Linked DNA regions of Xenopus laevis: region 2 is linked to region 1. Evidence: chromatin contacts called from public Hi-C data. All regions are on one chromosome and are shown on one strand. Each heading gives the region's core, a stretch centred on a gene start, on an enhancer-like site or on the middle of the called end of the contact. The rest is flanking DNA. Distances are from core to core; before and after follow the strand shown. Region 1 has its middle 16 kb from the start of eps8l1.L. Region 2 overlaps eps8l1.L (epidermal growth factor receptor kinase substrate 8-like protein 1).

Region 1 (3,065 bases), core at 406-2,905:
GTCGGGTACAAGATCTCCGCAGTGCATAAACAACCATTTCACTAACAGTGTTGCACAAGTTGATACGCAAGATTATTAGTGTGGTTAAAGGACCAGTAAAATAAAAGGTCCAAGTCACAATAGGGCAAACATTTGTATAGGAGATAAGCTATATATAATGGGTTTAGTTCTTACACAGAAAGATATACAGGAGTTAAATTCCGTTTGTGGCTCTCTAAAGAACTATAGAATTAAATACTAATTTCTTGCAAAGATATAGTTTGTTGGAGCTGGGCAAGCGATATAATATATAGTTTAGTAATATTTAAGATATAGTATAATATATACTGTATATATATATATATATATATATATATATATATATATATATAAAAATATATATATATATATATATGTGCAGAGCCATAACAAGCTCGTGTCCCCCCCCCCAGCCAGAAAGACTTTTAAAGGGCCTAGTGCCATACCACCCTATATTTTATAAATAGAAAGAGGGGCAAAAATATTTTTTTTACCATGCCCATTTTGTGACCACACCCCATAATTACTATGTTCATATTACAAAATTCGGCAAGTTATGAACACATTTCTGTGGTTTTTATGTTATTACAGTTTTGCTAATGAAGGTGAATTGCCCTTTAAGCTGCAAGTTACAGTTTTCCCAAGAGACCTGCTTATCTTACAATTGTTTCTTTGCTTATTTTAAATTGTTACAAAAGTATCTAAGTTTCTATTCTGGGCTCTCTGGCAAAAGCCAATTAAGTTAGAAACTTTGTATCTTTTACTGGCAGTTCAGTGCAGGCGATCAAAGAGAAAGTCATGACATTTCAGTAACAAATCCGGGACTGCAGGTTGAGCTGTCAAAATCAGGATTGTCCCGCTAAAAACTAGACAGTTGGGAGTAAGGTTGCCACCTTACCACTTAAAAACTGAACACATATGGAATCCACAGCATTCATAGCTAGTTAGCAATTAATTTAGATGCATGCTGCAGACTGAACTGATTTATGTGCAGCCATGCATCTAAATGAATTGCTAATTAGCAATGAATGCTGTGGATTCCATATGTGTTCGGACCTGGGGTTTTCCATAATTTGGATGTTTATACCTTAAGTCTACTAGAAAATCATGTAAACATGAAATAAACCCAACAGGCTGGTTCTGCTTCCCATAAGTATTCATTCTATCTTAGTTTGGATCAAGTACAAGATACGATTTTATTATTACAGAGAAAAAGTAAAATGTTTTTAAAAATGTGGATTATTTGCATAAAATTGAGTCTATGGGAGATGAGCTTTCTGTAATTTGGAGGTTTCTGGATAACGGGTTTCTGGATAATGGATCCCATACCTGTATCATTCACAGATATCTCAGACGAAGGATAACGGACCCTTCTTTGGCTTGTGGCAAGGACAGCCCTATAGATTCATGCACGTACTAAGAAATGGATTCCTTGGTGCAGGAATAAAAAGTGACGGTTACATAGAAGAGTTTTTTACCCTAAAGACCACATGACAATATTACACATTGTTCTCAGGAAAGAAACAAACACTATTTTGCCCTTTGGCTAGTGTTTAGCAAATAGCACCAGGGAGTCATTCATAAGGGAGGTCTGACCCCCATTGTTTGTATTAACCTTATGTCTTGTAGTTAAGGTTTAACTAGAGTAAAGATTAGAGAACCATAGGGAGGAAGGAGAAGGGAATGGAAAAAAAGGGCAGAGAATGAAAATATTTACTCTGATGTGGATGTGGTGTAACCCAGTTCTGCACAAGCACACGGCTATTTCTTATGAGGCAGGAGGTTTTGCAGTTGGTTCAACCAGTTAAACCAGGAGAGACAAGAAGGAAACGTGACGGCGGAAGAATAGCTCTTTGCTTTGCTGACTGATAACATGAACAATCTCCTTGTTAATAATGTAATGTTCCCATCTCTGGATTCCATTCCTGCCCTGCCCCCCTTGGCTGCTGTATGAAAGGCATCCTACCGAAGAGCAGGGTGCATGCACTTACCTTAAAGGGTGTAGCCATGGGGGGCAGCCATTCAACGCTGAAAAAGGAGAAAAGGCACAGGATACACAGCAGATAATAGATAAAACTCTCTTGCATACAATAGGATTCTTCAGATCCTTCTGTTATCGACTGAGTGTCCTGTGCTTGAATGGCTGCCCCCATGGCTACACAGCAGCTTCTTTATATAAACTATAGTAGTGTTTCTGAAGCAAAAAAAAAACAGTTGTACCAGTGCAGGGCAACAGTACATTATACTGTCATTCCTTTAAAACACTTTCATTTTGTGGTGTTACTGTTCCTTTAAGTCTGCTAGAAATTCATTTAAACATTAGCTTGGTTTTGCATCCAATAAGGATCAATTATATCTTAGTTTGGATCAAGTACAAGGTACAGTTTTATTATAAGAGATAAAAAAAAAGGAATTAAAAAAAAAAATATGGATAAGGGGTTTTAGGATAACGGATCCCATACCTGTACTGTACATCGAAAAACCAATAAGTGCTAACCCCCAAGATCCCATTGTAATTGGCTAAACTTTGAGTTAGTATTTCCATGGCAAAAAGGCATTCTCCCCAAATCTTATTCTAATTGGACTTCAGGCTGAACCCCCTTCAGCTTCTGCTCTGGGGAGCCCCTCGGGTTGGGGCACTGCCTTACAACTATATACTTTGCAGCATAATAAAACCTGCCATGCAGTTCCTGGTACAATGTGCCAAATAGGCATAATACTGGCATTTGATTTTGTTTTATAGTAGGCCAACTGTACTGAAACAGACTACTATTGTCCCTTGCCTTTGGTTATTGGCACCTACCAGCATGTAGAACAGTAACACAAAGAAAACTAGTAAAACAAGATAAAAAATACTTTGGGGTTTCTGCTTCAATGCTCAGAAAAAGGGTTAAATACCAAGTCCCCAGCAGAAAAGCAGGTGCTCTTCGTACCCTGCCGTGTTCCCCTTTAAAAAGGTGCACTCTTTAACAAGCAGTGGTGCATGGAATCTCTGCAGCTCTACATAAGGTGCTCTTCATTAGTTATGTTATTTTAATGGCAATGGT
Region 2 (3,065 bases), core at 405-2,904, 48 kb before region 1:
ACGTTCACTTGATACTGAGACACGTCGGCCATGATAACATTTGAATATTTCTTTCTTTGTTCTGAAAGGCAAATAAATGTATATGAGTAAACAGGAGATAAAGAAGCTGCTTAACCTACCAACTCAGCAGCTTTGAGCTGAACATCCCCCAGCTGGCTTCTGTTACTTTGTTTCAAAAGGCAGAACTACCAGTGCAGAGGATAGAAATGGACAGACAGATACTGCATTCATTACCAAATACATTTACAAATAGTTTAAAACCACTAACAATTTTTTATTAACATATATATTAAAAAGTTGCTTACAACTGCAATATCTGTCATTGGATTGGAAGTTCTTGCAAGCAGAGCCCCCTGATCCTACTTTTTACTGTGAACCCCTTGTTTGTTATATTATTGTAAGACCCCTGTTTGTTAAAAATGTATGTTACGTGATGTGTAACTTCAGGTGCTTTATAAATAATTGGTTCCAAATAGGGCGGTATCAGTAAAATACTGTACAATACTCAAAAATGCAGTGCTATTAGCCCCATCCTGAGACACCAGCATATCTGCTCACTGGGGGGGAAGCAGAGTGGTATTTTAAATTATTTTCCACGTATATCTGCATATTTTCAAAAGGTATTTTTCTATAATGTATGTTACTTTATAACTGTGGCTTCCATTTAATGTAAATCAAAAAAAGAACTCAGTACAGTGATATCATCTCCTCTGGACATGGCACCGTTTCTTGGTTGGCTGAATTAAAAAAAACAACAGGGAAGTCAAAAGAGAGGGGCACTTCAGGGCATAAAGTCACCAGGGAAGACTCTGAGCTGTGCAGCAGGATCATTTATTCTGCCTGGCTGTTATAAACAGGCTTAACTTATACACCTGTATTTTGTTTTCATTTTTGAGTGATTAAACCCCCAAGCGGCTGATTAGTAAATATGTGCACATCCCATTACTCTCACTCTATATCATGGCTCTACAGGGATTTTATTGGATACAGGCTTTCCCAATGATTTTATGCTTATCATTTGTACGACATTATCGTTTGAACATAACTCAGTCCCTGATCATGTGTTAAACTAATCTTTCCATATCATCCCATATCATGGTAAATGTTGGACAGGTGAGCAAAGGTTAGAGTATAGCACACAGTGCTCCAACCACTAAGTCATATCAGTTGAAGGCAAAGCTTTGTATCTTATTGTCGTCTTGCATGCATTGGAAACATTTAACTTGATATTTATTTCGAACAGTTATTATCTAACCGTGGAGCTATCTGTATATAACCCATTTGGTCTGCCTTTAGTTTACCAATAGTTCCTTACAAGGATTGCGGGTTAATACTTTATAGCAGGTCAGTGGGACACAGGTCCAGTCTTATAGGGCATTAGTTGGGCATAGCTATAGTCCTAAACTGTGATTTGGGTTGTGAAGTTCTCTTTCTTTGCATGTTATATTGAATTTTCTGTTCACCCTTTATTGAATATACCCGACTGATATTGCAATGATACAGGGTAAGGCTTCATCTTCAATGCATTTAGTGAAAGTGTGTACGACCCTTTTTATAGGTTATAGTACAGTGCACTGTCAAAAAATCAGGTTCTCACACTTAATCTGGCTCACAAAGCAAATATATATTTACTTTAGCTGTACTATGACCCTAAAGGACCCAATGCCCCATGCTGTAGCTGTTGTACAACACAAAACTGGCAGTTATGGATGGAAGTTCTTTTTCAGCAGGGGAGTGCCAAATATTGCCTGTCTCTGTTCTAATGAGTGTTCATGAATATGTTTATGAAGAATATTCCCATTTCCTGTCACTGGTAATTATAGCATAAGCACATACACAATTATATCTAGCAGTATACTGATCTCTGGTATCTAAATTCCATCCTGAGATGTGTTACCCAACCAACACCTGTGTGCTGTACAAATACCAGCTGTGATTTCCATTTACTGCAAGCAGGAATTCTGGTCTTATTGTGTTATGCTGCCATTTTTAGATTTTATATATACAGCCCTTTACATACTCACAATGAAGGCAAAATAAAAACATTTTTTTTCATATGCAAATAAATGGTTGTTGTGTTGCTGCCCTAGAAGTGACTTGGCAGGCAGACCTGTTTGTCAGCCCATGCAAACAGTGATTTATGTGCAGTGCAGTGGCATTGAAATGAGAAATAAATTCTAAGTAAATATTCAGGAATGAACTCCACCTAAAATATCTAGAGCAACATTTAACATGATACAGTGTCAGAACTTATGGTGAGGGGTCTTTATCATAATCCACAGCAAAATCCTTTTAAGGCCCCCTTAAATCTTTGAATGACCCATTTTTGCAGAAATATACAGTATGAAAATTGCCAGTCAGGGCTACTGCCAGCCAACTATACTACTGGGCTCCCCAGAAGTTCCACAATCTACTTCCATCCTGAAGAACCTTAGACACAGATTCCTCATCTCTAAACATATCTTTGTTTGTTTCATTCTACTTCCCATAAGGGTGTTACAAAGTATACTATTATAAGATTCTAAGCAATTTTAAGAACTGTCTATTAACATTAACTTTTGATCCCCCTATAGTGATCTTCGAGGTTTGCCCCTGCCTATTTCATAACCAGCCACTCCAGCCAGCTTCTCCTGAACTGACAGGTCATGTCCTGCTCCATCCCAATCACCAACCCCTTTACGCCACTAAACACCCCTTATGCTACCACCAATATTTTAATAGAAAAGGTGGCATTCCTACCAAGAGGGCTCATTTCTGATGGAGGGTATGCTTAGGAGCATGGTACTCAGCTTAGTAACTCCTGCAGTGTCATAGGAGAAAACAGGACAGTGAATTTATACCCACTGGTTGGACAGAAAAGGCATTGTAATATATACAGTACCCACCAGGTTATCTTGTGTATCTAGGCGGGCAAATCTAACCTTGCTACCCTTGTGGTCATCTAGCATCCTCAAAGCTAGAAAGCTGAATTTCCAAAAAAATTCTCTCCATCCTGGGGATGCCACATAAGGACTGTTATAGGCTATTTGGTAGCCTCAATGTGGACTGACAGCCGACAAGAGGCA

What was found. Hi-C and Micro-C count contacts between places; a contact is called where the count stands out from the background.
Region 2: a contact with region 1 is called in a Hi-C map of the XL177 cell line, with 2.5 times the contacts expected there. The contact joins two enhancer-like sites. A contact is called at or near these places in 2 of 4 Hi-C or Micro-C datasets (the XL177 cell line and the XTC cell line).

The regions. Positions count from the first base shown.
Region 1 is chr7L:109,781,726-109,784,790 of Xenopus_laevis_v10.1, reverse strand. No RefSeq gene overlaps it. Among protein-coding and RNA genes, the nearest start is that of eps8l1.L, 16 kb to the left of the region's middle. Within about 2 kb of position 1,655, at least 1 of the 7 cell types and tissues checked has an H3K27ac peak or open chromatin away from gene starts, as enhancers often do.
Region 2 is chr7L:109,829,795-109,832,859 of Xenopus_laevis_v10.1, reverse strand. It overlaps eps8l1.L (epidermal growth factor receptor kinase substrate 8-like protein 1), which reads right to left. Exons shown (of 22, transcript XM_041569501.1): 4 at 3-61. Among protein-coding and RNA genes, the nearest start is that of eps8l1.L, 32 kb to the right of the region's middle. Within about 2 kb of position 1,654, at least 1 of the 7 cell types and tissues checked has an H3K27ac peak or open chromatin away from gene starts, as enhancers often do.